Regions from separate parts of the Rattus norvegicus genome. Here regions 2 and 3 are each linked to region 1. The links are chromatin contacts, called in public Hi-C maps. All regions are on one chromosome and are shown on one strand. Each heading gives the region's core, a stretch centred on a gene start, on an enhancer-like site or on the middle of the called end of the contact. The rest is flanking DNA. Distances are from core to core; before and after follow the strand shown. Region 1 holds the start of Eif3m (eukaryotic translation initiation factor 3, subunit M). Region 2 holds the start of Them7 (thioesterase superfamily member 7). Region 3 holds the start of Ccdc73 (coiled-coil domain containing 73).

Region 1 (4,318 bases), core at 485-2,984:
ACTCAAGTTAATAAAAAAAAAAGAAAAAAAATAATAAAGAAAAAAAAAGAAATACTCAAGTTAATAAAAAAAAAGAATTCAGACAACTTTGGTATTAAAATATAGCAAGGAGTAAAATAAAAAAAAAAAGGGACTGGGGGATGGGACTAATGTTAAAATAGGGTTTTAAAATATTCAACAAAATATATGCATTTTTAAAGAAAGACTTACTGGTGAGTTAAAATAAATACTGAAGAAAAAGCTGGCAACATTAATGTTCAAAACAAATTTTCATCAAGAAAATGAGAGCATAGTTGAAAAATATTAATCTCAGAGAAAATGTCACCTTTCAAAATTCAGAGCAAAGATTGCTGTGGCGAGCGGCTCTGCTCCAGCGTCAGTGCCCGGCTGTGGCCTAGCTAACTGGTATAATAACGTTTCCCGGGCCAGCCTAAAACCCTGAGACCATTCTGACATGTTCTGACTCACTGCCCCACTCTCCCTTACAGCCTCTCCCCCTACCCCTCAGAAATCTGCTCCCCTCTGTTCAAGCAGTCTCTCTTTTTTTCCTTGCTCATCCTACTTTGTAACCCAGCATTCCAGGAAGATTGCCTTAGTTTGCTTCCCATTGCTGTGATAAAATATGGCCAAAAATGACTTGGGGAAGAAGGGTTCACTTTATTGGACAACTTTTAGGCTAAGCTCCATTGCTTAGCGAAGTCAAGGCAAGAACCCAAGGCAGGAGCCTGGAGGTGGGAACTGAAGCACAGGCGTACTGTACTTACTGCTTACTGACTTTCTCCTTGTAGCTAGCTTGGCTTGCTTTTCAATACAACTCAGGGCCACCTACCCAGGGTGCCACCACCCACAGTGGGCTAGGCCCTCCCATGTCAATCATTAAAGAAGAAAATACCTGACAGGCCATTTAATGGGGGCATTCTAGCAACTGTGGATACCATGTGTATATTCTCTAATAAAGTCTGTCTTTACTTTTCAGCCCACTTTTAAATTGCATTTCCCCTTATTGTTGCATTTTCAACGTTCTTGGTCCTCCATGGCTCCAAGTTCTGCATCCAGATTCAATCAACTGCACACTAAAGTATTCTGGAAACATCTGTACTGAATATGCAGACTTTGTCATTCCCTAGAAAACAAAGAACACAGAATTTACATTGGATTGGGTATTTTAAGTGTCCTATGCCATTTTTATATAAGGGTCTTGAGCACCATAGATTATGGCATCCTTAGAGAAGGGATCCTGGAATCAATTCCTAACAATACTGAGTAACACCCACTGAGGTATGTATTCTGGATAAGTCCTTACTAGTTAAGTGGGAGCATTCTTTGAAAACTAGTCACCCTTAAGTAGCTAGAAACACTGCCTAGCAAATGGACCAGCAAACTGGGTTGAAACATAACAGAAAAAACCCAAAAACTTCCAAGGCTTTAGGGGAAAGGAGCCATCTGGAAAGCTCCCAGAGTCGTCAGAACTCACTAGGTTCCCGAAGCTTTGGCCGAGGTAGGGTCCCATAGCTGCCTGAAGCACAGTTTGACCCGCAGGCAGCCAGCGGGCAAAGGACACTTCAGCCCAACCCACTTTTGGGGAGAGGGAAGGGTTTCAGGTAAGAGCCGGGCAACAGCTAAAGCAGAGAATTAGACTAGAGGCTGCGGGGAGGAAGTAGAATTGCGGGTCCCGCCCACGAAACCCGCCCCATCAGGCTGACCCGGAAGCGGTTGTGCGTAACACCGTGTGGTACCGCTCCTTTTCCGGTCGGCGTGGTTCTGGAGCGGAGCGTCTTCCGCAGCCAGGCCTTCACCATGAGCGTCCCGGCCTTCATCGATATCAGCGAGGAAGACCAGGTGCACGTTGCGGGACCCGCGGGGCGGTGGGTGCGGGAGATGCCCGGGACCGAGCCCATGAGGTGGGAGCGCGCTCTCCTAACCTGGGTCTCGGCGCGTGCGCGGCCGACGGTCCGGACGCGGGCCCGGTGGGCGTCGGGACTTATCCGGAGTCGCAGATGTCGACCCAGAACTTTCCGCGGACCCGGAACGGTGTCTGCGAAGTTCGCGTGTAGCCGGGAGAAGCAACTTTGAGCGTCTAAATGTGGATGTTAGTGGGCCACAGGCGAGAGTGGCCTGTATTTTACTTGTTGACTCGTGTTTTCTGTTCCCATAATCCCACCTGTCAGTCCCAAACCCGCTGTGAGGCAAAAGCATCTGGCCGGCCATCCTGGACACTTTGAAGTTCACTAATTGGGGTTTACACTAAGGTGTACAAGACAGATGACTTCTTGTTTTTCTTGTTACAGAAGTTTAATTGCTGGGATGACAGTCTTTTAATTTTCTATAACCAAAATTTTTGTCGTTTGCATTCTCACGCTGACAGAAACTTAGGGTTCCATATGTTAAACAAGAAGGAGAGGAAGCTATGCACACATAGGATACAAGAGTATTTGATAGCAATGGTAGCTAGAGTTCCCAGGAATTAACTAGTATTTATCTATCCAGGGTATGAATAGAGACTTTCTTGTCATTTGACCACATTGTCGAGTGTCTTGTGGTCAGCAAGAATGGTATAAAAACATTAAGCGTTTACTAATTCTTAGAAAAAGGTTTGTAAAGCAGGAAGTGAACAAATGCTTCCTTTAAATCTTGGTTAGATTATATATTTGTGTCATAAAGAAAAAAATGATTTCTTGTGTTTTGTTCTTTCTAATATGACACAAGTTTTCAAAATAACCTTTTTTATAATGCCATGCCACCTTCTATATGAAATTACTGTGCTATTGTTTGGAAAAATAATTCCATCAGATCTACGGGTTTGTTTGGTTTCTGAGGTAGCTAAATAAATTTGTGGGATTAAAAATGTTGGTTATTTCCCCCAAGGTTCTTTTGGCTTTATTCAGATAATTTGACATCCGTGCATTTTCTATCCCCTCCTCCTGCTTCCCCTTTTGACTTTTGGGAAATGTTTCACTATGGTTTGTTAAACCTTGGCTGGCCGGGAACCTATAGAGATCTCCCTGCCTCTGCCACAAGGTCTGTGGCCACAGTTGTGCACCACTTCAGCCTGCCTAGCACTTCAGCCTGCCTAGCACCTCACCCTGCCCATCATCTCACTGCCCAGCACCTCACCCTGCCCATCATCTCACTGCCCAACACCTCACTGCCCAGCACCTCGCCCTGCCTAACACCTCACTGTCCAGCACCTCACCCTGCCCAATACCTCACTGCCCAGCCCCTTGCCCTGCCCATCATCTCACTGCCCAGCACCTCACTGTCTAGCACCTCGCCGCCCAGCTCCTCATCGCCCAGCACCTCACCCTGCCACCTGTGCGTTTTCTAAAGGAATACTTTATACTCTACTGTTTTAGGTTTTTATTGTATTAGCTGTAAAAGTCATCTACATTTATGTTTCACTGTATGAATGTCAAACCATCAAAGGAAAAAGTAACTAAAGATCATAATTAGGAAGTAAAGTAGGAAACATCCAAATGATTTAATTTAGTAATTATTTTGATAGTACCAAAAGTGCTTTCCGACTCAGAGAGCCACGTTACATTTTAAGATACTTGTTACACACTGCATCCAATTTGATACACAAACATTTTAATGCAGGCTGCACTGACAGGCATTATCTTTTTATATTGGTATCTCCCAAAATGCTTGTGTCAAATGGCTCTCAAGTTATTAGGAAATGATTAGCCTATTGTCTGGATGATGACTGATTTTTAGTAGTGCTATTTATATATACATTAGACAGCAATAAAAATTTCATTTATTGGGAAAAAAAACCCTTCGACTTTGCCAAGTCAGATTGACTTCTCTTTAGTCCCCATCCTTCCCATTGGAAACTACTTAGGTTAAATAAGGAAGAAGCATTTGCTACAGACTGGAAGTCCAGTGGATACAGGTGACTGGAAACCAAATGTGATCTTTGTGAACTGTGTGCCTGCATGGACTTTGTAGATAGGGGGGAGGAATCAACACAATTTGAGGGCAATTGAGTTAGCAGTTGGATGTTAACTTTGCAAGCAGGGAAGATGGGTTTGACATTATGTTTTGTCATGTCAGTTTTACAAGTGGATTTAGAGATTTAGCAACCCTGTTTGATTCATAGGCCGCTGAACTTCGCGCTTATCTGAAATCAAAAGGAGCTGAGATCTCAGAAGAGAACTCGGAAGGTGGACTTCATGTAGACTTAGCTCAGATTATTGAAGCCTGTGATGTGTGTCTGAAGGAAGATGATAAAGGTTTGTTTTAATTCTTCAAAGTATTTCTTACTAGTTCTCATAAGAGAACTCTACCTTAAAATTTTTCTTGTCAGTTATATACTTTG
Region 2 (4,318 bases), core at 778-3,277, 220 kb before region 1:
AGAGAGCAATTGAGCCTGAGCCATCTAGGGGGAAAGGCAAGGACAGAGGACAGAGAGAGAACAGACATGTGTCCTCCAGGTTACACTCAGCATTGCAAACCCTTTTCTGGGTTGACAAATTCCAGCCCCAATAGACAGTGGGGGTGGGATGTTCTCCAGAAGAACAGCAAATAAAACTGACTCCTCCCTCCTCTCCCTCTCCCTCTCCCTCTCCCCTTCCCCCTGCCTCCCTCCTCTCCTTCTCCCTCTCCCCCTCCCCCTGCCTCCTCCTCTCCCTCTCCCTCTCCCCCTCTCCCTGCCTCCCTCCTCTCCCTCTCCCTCTCCCTCTCCCCTTCCCCCTGCCTCCCTCCTCTCCTTCTCCCTCTCCCCCTCCCCCTGCCTCCCTCCTCTCCTTCTCCCTCTCCCCCTCCCCCTGCCTCCCTCCTCTCCTTCTCCCTCTCCCCCTCCCCCTGCCTCCCTCCTCTCCCTCTCCCTCTCCCCCTCCCCCTCCCCCTGCCTCCCTCCTCTCCCTCTCCCTCTCCCTCTCCCCTTCCCCCTGCCTCCCTCCTCTCCTTCTCCCTCTCCCCCTCCCCCTGCCTCCCTCCTCTCCCTCTCCCTCTTCACCTCCCTCCCTCCCCTCTCTGAGACAGGCAATAATCAAATTAATGAGATCATTCCAAAGGGTGCTTTAAACAGAGCTTCATGCGGTCAGGGAAATGGGCCTGTGAGCTGAAATCCGAATAAGCAAAGGAGTAAGGGAAAGGCAGAGGGAGCAGAAGTACAAGACCTGGAGGCCTCGGGTTAAATGCTGACTAAGGGTTTAGGAAAAACTTTATGAAAATTTAATGGTCTCAAAATTCTAGCACATAGTAGGGTGAGCATTCTTTTCTTAAGAGTGTAAGGAACGAAGTGCTAAATAGAAGCTTCCTCTTGGCTCTGAGTGAGGGCGCAGTAGAAATGTAAGCGGGAATGTTCAGAACTTGTATTTATACAGCTCAGAAGGCTCCTTTGGAAAGTCTTTCATGTCTTGGCTCTTTAAACTTTTACGATATAGGCTAAAAGCCCGATAGAATCTTTGACTTCCAGTCAGTTCTGTATTGTGAGACCGTTTCCTCAGGACTTTAAGAAAACTTCCCTTCTGTAGGGATGTAATTTAGCCTCCTAGTTTGAAAAGAACATGCCAAGTACCTCTAATTGCAACTGGTTACATGTGTGTCTGTGGTTAAGGAGGTGGGAGTACAGGAAGGTGGTTACTTGTTTGTTGTTTTTTCAATGAGCCTTTTTTGTATGATTAGAACTGGAAAGGGGGGGATACATCGTGCATAATTGTGCAGTCTTCTTGTCTTCAAGGTTTAATGAATGAGTGTGTAACAGCTGCTTAGATCTCATTTCTAACATCACTACAATCTACATTCGGTCTAGGCTACAAATAAAGTTGAAAAGTGCACCGGGTTTTGCAGCCCCTGGCTCTGTGAGTCTGCACACATTGAGAACAGTGCAAGTCTCCTTTCAGTGGACAGAATTTCTTGGGGATGCTTCAGGCTGCTGGCCATATTTCTCCCTAGGCACTTATTAAAACCAGGTGTGTGGAAGGCCAGCTTTCAGGGACACAAAAGCGTTCGTGTTACCCAAAGCTCCCCCTTCCGGTGTGTTTCCTAGAGGCGATCCCTGAGCTGAGTCTGGGAGAAGCAGACAACTATTTTGGCTGAACTATTCTGGCTGGGCTATCCGAGGGCAGGACAAACAGGGGCGACCATTGGCGGGGAGGGACCTTCTGGACACAAGGGGGAGTGTCCCCTAGCCTGCGCACAGTACAAGACCCTAGAGCCGCAGCGCCTGGCGGAGCGGAAGACCAAGTGCAGACGGGAAGCCACCAAGCCAAACCCCAACCCCAACCCCAACCCGGGCGGGTCACGCGGCATGCGTCCCGGGAGCGTGGGGGACGCGGCAGGAGCCGACTCCTTAGTTGGTCTATCGTGCAATGGCTCTGCAGCCAGGGGCCGCAACGCTTACCGTCGGCCGCCGGTTGCTCCCGACTCCGGAGATGGGGGTGGGGTGTGGGATGGGGGACAGGGAGGGGCCCGGTGAGGTCAGGTTGCAGGTGACGTGGCGGCCTGAGCGGCCTTTGCCCTGCCTTCTTCTCAATGGCAGGCTGGGATTCCCAGCAGATTTCTTCTGCTTGGGTCAAAGAACAAGGTCCTCCTGTGTTTGGTTTTGCTTTTCTTTTTCCCTAACTTCAGGTTATAAAAGCCCTTTCCCTGGCTCTGTGTAACCTTCTACCCTCATAGCCCTTGCTTTCTGAAGGAGGATCGTGAGTTTCCAGTGTCTGCAGGAAAAAGACAGCAGGCCAATCAAGATTAGAAAGCTCTATCATCAGCTTAAATGTCTGACAATAGAGTTTACCCGATGGTTGCCAGGTAACTTCTGGGCGTGATGCTCTGACCTGTGAAATAAAAGCTGTTCTCGGCCTTTATGCCAGTGTCTACTGAAAAGTAACCAGAGAGAACCTCAGATTCACCCAGCCCTGGTGATGGGGGACAAAACTCAGTCCAAATCAGATTCCCAAACCCTCAAAATAGGTAGGGTTGGGGGTCTAAAACCTTCACTAAAGCTGGTGCTCTGGATTAAGACAGAGGAAATTCACATTTCATCACACTTGTAAAATTACACTGTACTTTGAAAATCATGAGACCTGGCTCAGGATTTGACTTTACTGAAATGGTACCTATATTTCTTTGGGGAGTCCTCCCAGAAACTTCTCAGCAAAGTGAAAACATCTTTAAAACAAAACCCACGGAGGGAAACACTGTTAAGTTTGGCTCCCGAATGAATGTGCCTCGTTTCAAAGAGTTGTGGATTCTTTTTTACAAAATTATGCCCAAACTTTATCTCCCTCCCACTGTGTAACACCCTAAGCACGTCCTCATGGTTACACAGGTGGATTACACAGGTGGGTTACACAGGTGGATTACACAGGTGGGTTACACAGGTGGATTACACAGGTGGGTTACACAGGTGGGTTACACAGGTGGGTTACACAGGTGGGTTACACAGGTGGATTGTGTGTATATGCTCCACTAATCTTGAGCTGTCTGTCATTCGGAGCCAGGCATCCGGTACATTTTTCTTCTTCTTTCCTCCAGCCTCGGTGGTGGTCAGAGCTTTTGTACCTATAATGTGGTATGCTTACTCCAGGAATGTGGTAACTTCCACACTACACAGAATGATCTGGTAAGCTTTTTAAACTAACCCACACAGAGTTCCAGGATCTCCAGCGTGCCTGTATAGAATGTTTACTTCGTGGAACATCTAGGAGTTGATGGCTTTCTTAAAAATAGTTAAGTGGCAAATATTTTACCAAGACTATTTCACCAAAACAAAGAAATGTGCTGGAGGAGAAGGGATTTCACTACCTGTGAGAGTGAAGCAAGAAAGAAGGAGCTTGGGGCCTTGGGAAGGAGAACGCCCAGTTTGCCCACCAGGCAGAGGGACAATGGTGAGAGGAGAGCCCAGGGGCAGCAGTGCAGTGGGATTGGAGAGCAACCCTCCCAGGTGGGTTCAGTGATGGTCTGGCGAAACATGAAAGTGTAGTGGGTTTGCTTATTGAGATGCTCTGTAGCCAACAAAAAGGGACCCTAGGGGTAAACGAACAATTGCATAAAAGACCAAGCAAGTAACCAGAACCTAGGCATGCTATTCCTGAACAGTCTTAGAGCTGTGATAGGAAAAGCTGTCTTGGTCGTCTTTAACACTGCACAGCTCAGCAATGATAATGTCATGGCAGTGGAAAGAGTAACTAGTGATCCAGCCAAATTTAAAACAGAATTGCACCAAAGGTCACAGGGCACAAAAAGGGTAACGGGAATGAATATGCTCAAAATACATTATGTACATCAATGGAAATGTCATAAGGAAGCCCAAAAATGAATGATTAATATACACCAGTAAATTAAAAAAAGGAAAGGGGGGTTGGCAAAATGTCCCAGCAGGCAGAGAAAGGCATTTGTGCAATCCCTGGAACCCAGGACTGAAGGGAGAATACCAGCTCCTGTAAACTGTCCTCTGCTCTCCACACATGCACAGTGATGCCCATGTGTGTACACGCTCATGCAAACACACACACACACACTCACACACACACACATTTACAAACCGTCCTCTGCTCTCCACACATGCACAGTGATGCCCATGTGTGTACACGCTCATGCAAACACACACACACACACTCACACACACACAATTACAAACTGTCCTCTGCTCTCCACACATGCACAGTGATGCCCATGTGTATACATGCTTGTGCACACACACACACACACACACACAATTACAAGCCTAG
Region 3 (4,318 bases), core at 1,294-3,793, 160 kb after region 1:
GAAACAGTGGTCTGCATATAAAGAGGCTTTTTGGTGTTTTAGTGCTAAGGACACAAGCTGCTACCAATGAGCTAAGCCCCCAACCTCTAATGGTTCTTCTTTTTCTTTCTTGTCACAAGATCTAATGTAGGACAGCCTCAAACTCCGTATGCAGCAGAACTGGCCTTGAGCTCCAGGTCCTCGTGCCTCAGACTGTGGAGACAGCAGGCACGCTGTGTTACCAAGCCTGGCCCTAAAATGTGTTCATTCATTCATCCAGTGAGACAGGGTCTCTCTACATCCTCGTCCTGGAGCTCACCAGGTAGAAATTCACCTCCCAGAATTAAAGGCGTGCTCCACCGTGCCCAATCCTGAAATATATTTATGAGCTGTAATCTACAACATTTAAGAGAACAGTGAGTTTAATAAGAAGTTGGATTATTATGTTTGTTTACTGGAGGACATCTTAGAGCCTTTGGTGAATTTCCCAGGACTTTTGATGAAGCATCTCACAGGATTAATGCTCCTTGGAACACATAACTGTCTTGGGATACATTAAACAATGCTTACTTCACACTTGGTTCAAAAACAAAACAAAACAAAAAATAAAGGAATTGTCAGAAGATTCAGGAAAAAGATCTAGAACTTTTGCTGGATATTTATACACTTCTATGAATTTCTGCAAACTGCTTAAAGTGTTCTGCAAAATGACATTTGTACAAATAAGTTTAAATGTTTGTACCAGTCAGGTTTCTTATATATTGAGTGTGGGCCTTAGGAATTTGGGCACACCTGACAGCTTTAGTTAGGTTAGCATGAGCAGTGCTTAAGCACACAAGTTCCGATTCTGGCTGTCATTCACTGGCAATGAAGTGCCAATAAATGGTCTTTGTTGTTATTTAATCTTTTTCCTTATGTGGTATAAGGAGAATAAAAAGCAATGTCCTGGGGCCCAGAACTTTAATGATTGAGAAATGTGCATACATAATCCTTTGGTCAGGTCATGGCATGGTAAGAAGCACTCAGCATATGATCAATATTCATTACTGTCACATTGACACTAGCACAGCATCAGTCTGCTCATGAAGCGCTGAGCTCAAGAAACTGAAAACACCATGCTGCCGCCTGGTGGACGCTATGATTTAAAAACCAACACAGTAATTACACAGACTCTCGAGTCATGAAAACACACCTCAAAAGTCATCCAATTATATAATTGATTTTCCAAAAATACATTAACAACCTCAGACCAACCCATAAACCAAGGAGTATTGTCAATAGTCAAACTGGCTGAAGAGCTGTTATGGATTAGAGAGTATGTTCTACTATACAACACAATGTTTGCTGATTTTGAGGCTCATGTTTCTTTTCTCCTTAAGATATAAAGCAAAGGTAGTCATAGACATTTGTCACAACTATGACAAAAGAGGAAATAGTCAAATATTATCGAAGTCCAATCCCTCTCTATATGGATGACTCTTAATGGACTCCACATGGTCAAAACAGAAGGCAATTAATACGAGTTCCCTTAAACTCTTTGACAGTTCACTCACTTTTTCTTAAAAATTCAACGTAAGGTAGAAGATCGAGATAATGTATGAATAATTTAAACCCAAAATTCAATTTGGCATCATAGGGATTAAGAAAGCAGTTTTATTTGTTTGTTTGTTTTGTTTTGTTGTGACTTTTTTTTTGGTTTCGGGTTGGGGGGTGTTGTTTTTCTTTGTTGTTGTTTGAGATAGGATCTCTGGATAGCCTTGGCTGTCCTTGAACTACCCTGTAGACCAGGCCTCGAACATACATCTACCTGCCTTTGCCTCCTGAGCGCTGGGATTAAAGATGTGCGCCACCACTGCGGGGCCGAAGACAGAAATTTTATTCCCAGCAGATTTCCATTTAAATCTGTCTTTAAAAAGCACACGTGAAGAATGAATAATATTGTCAAATCCCTGCATTCCGAAGCTAAGCAGGAGGATAAAAGAGTTGGACGTCCTCCTGCACTACAAATCAAGACCTTGTCTGAAAACTCAAAATCTAACAGAATAAAATTACCAGAGGAATAATGGAAAATCTAAAAATTTCCTTGAATATTTACATACTTCCATGACTTGAAGTTATAATTTTTGCCCTATGCTCGAACTGTTCTGTAAATACCCACCAATTCACTGGGTTTTTTAAATGTGACAAAATTCTGACCAGCCGACTTCATTAAAACTTTTGACAAGTGTGTCCAACACTATAACGCTGTGTTCATAATGTAAAAATGGGTTCAAACAAAACCAAACACCCTAAAGCACACAACCCTATTAAGAAAACGCAAGAATCATATTACCAACCAGTAAACCTGATGGGTGGTGCGTCTCGTGGCGGAAGATTCTAGGAACACCTGACAGGAGACTCAAGGACGACCAGGCCCGGAGAAGTCAGCATGAGGATTTGGTGGGACACCTGAGCTCCAGGGCAACCTTTATAATAACACTGGGTGGAAGTGTTAGAGCGACTTCCTAAACAGCGCTCAGCACGGAAGTTGAGTTACCTCAGGGAAGACCGCTTAGTACTCAGCATTTCCGGGTCATCTTTTCCTACCCAAAGGTGCTTCCGGTTTTCAGTCTGCAATTGAGCCGCCACCTTTAAGGACTTGGAGAGGACTATATTAGCCCTTTGTTTGTTTGTTGTTTTTCTTTGTAGCCCTGTATCCCTGGCTGTTGTGGAACTCACTCTGTAAGCCAGGCTGCCCTCAAAAACAGAGATCTGCCTGCCTCTGCCTCCCGAGTACTGGGAATAAATTATGTGTCACAACTGCCCCCAGTATTATTTGGGGGCAGAGAACGGGGTAGGACAGTGTCTTACTATGTAGCCTTGGCTGGCCTGAAACTCACAGAGATGCTCCTACCTATCCCTGCATCCAAAGTGCTGGAATTAAATAACTATGCTGCCATGCCCTGCTATATCATTTTAAACAGTCTTCGGGACGATTTAAAAACAAACAAGCAAAAAACAGTTATTTATTAGGAACAATGAACGCTGTGAGAATAGGAAAGGGGTGCCTAGCCGTTTAATACCTTATGACTTGGGATGCTTTATGTGTTTGATGTGCATAAACGTGTTATTCCTCGAGAAGACAATGTTGTTTTTTATTTGTTTTTTAAGTGAAATACTAAATAGGAGGAGAAATGTAGGTAGCAACATGATGGCTTTGCGGGTGAAGTCACCTGCTGCCAGACCTGATGACCTCTTAGAAATCTATTACAAGTTGTCCTCTTACCTCTTCCTGTGCCTGGGAGAACAAGACAGGAAACAATGATGGGGAAGAAGAAAAGAAGGGATAAGAAAGGGAGAAAGAGAAGGAAGGAGGGAGGGAGGGACATAGATAATTTTTAACTTTAAAGAAAAAGAAATTCTAATCATACTGATGATTGCACCTCTTTTCTATTCTGAACCTAACAATATAATTCACTGTTGAGAATTTATTCCATACAACTATTAATAAAGTATGTTCCAGGCCTACAGAGCTTGTCCATTCTACCAAAATCTGAAAGAACTCTGATCTTAAATGTCTAACCATACTATTACTAAAACATATTTAGGAGTCAGAAAAAAATGACTCAGTGGTTAAGGGCACATACTACTTTTGCAGATCTGACTTCAATTCCACATGCAGTGGCTTGCAAGCAGCTGTAATTTGAGTGCCCGGGAGATTCCATGTTTCTGGCCTTCCCAGGCACTTGCCCTAATTTGCATACATATGCACACATAATTAAAAATAAAAACAAATATTGAAGCTGGAGTGTTGGCTCAGGTGGTTAAGAGCACTGTTGCTCTTGCAGAGAACCAGAGTTCAATTCCCAGCATCCACATAGCAGCCCAAAGTTGTCTGTTAACTCCTCCAATCCCAGGACATCCACACTTCTAACTTCAGTGGACATCAGACATGCACAGGGTACACAAATATATATACAGGTCAAAACACTCGTATACACAAAATAATGCCAAAAACACTAGGGCTAGAGTTACCGGTGGTTTAAGTCATCCAACATGGGCACTGGAAGTTGACCTTGAATCCTCTGGAAGGGTACGGCATTCTTTTTAATGCTAAGCCTTCTCTCTGGCCTATGAGATTATCTATCTTTAGTGGTAGCTCCCTGTTGGTATCTGGAGTTGGTTCCTTTCTGGTAACCTTGCAACACCCCCAAACTGAGCCAATTCCTCTGGGATAAACTCTGGATTTTTTCTCCTGCTTTGTAAAATTCTGTTTCATATTGCTATCAAATGTAGAAATGTCTGACTACTCCCATCGCTTCTAATAACTTCTATCCATGTTTCTCCAGACTATTTCCAA

What was found. A called contact is a pair of places that touch in the nucleus more often than the background predicts.
Region 2: a Hi-C map of Schwann cells shows a contact between it and region 1, with 4 times the contacts expected there. The contact joins the promoter of Them7 here to the promoter of Eif3m in region 1. A contact is called at or near these places in 2 of 12 Hi-C or Micro-C datasets (the A7r5 cell line and Schwann cells).
Region 3: a Hi-C map of the A7r5 cell line shows a contact between it and region 1, with 1.8 times the contacts expected there. The contact joins the promoter of Ccdc73 here to the promoter of Eif3m in region 1. A contact is called at or near these places in 2 of 12 Hi-C or Micro-C datasets (the A7r5 cell line and Schwann cells).

Annotation. Positions count from the first base shown.
Region 1 is chr3:111,894,609-111,898,926 of GRCr8, reverse strand. It overlaps Eif3m (eukaryotic translation initiation factor 3, subunit M), which reads left to right and starts at 1,734. Exons shown (of 11, transcript NM_001168523.1): 1 at 1,734-1,839; 2 at 4,100-4,232. The coding sequence starts at 1,798. It overlaps LOC134486134 (a long non-coding RNA gene), which reads right to left and starts at 1,613. Exons shown (of 2, transcript XR_010064865.1): 1 at 1,475-1,613; 2 at 638-1,123.
Region 2 is chr3:112,118,646-112,122,963 of GRCr8, reverse strand. It overlaps Them7 (thioesterase superfamily member 7), which reads right to left and starts at 2,027. Exons shown (of 3, transcript NM_001144862.2): 1 at 1,993-2,027.
Region 3 is chr3:111,735,996-111,740,313 of GRCr8, reverse strand. Ccdc73 (coiled-coil domain containing 73) reads right to left here and starts at 2,543. Exons shown (of 17, transcript XM_063284943.1): 1 at 2,316-2,543.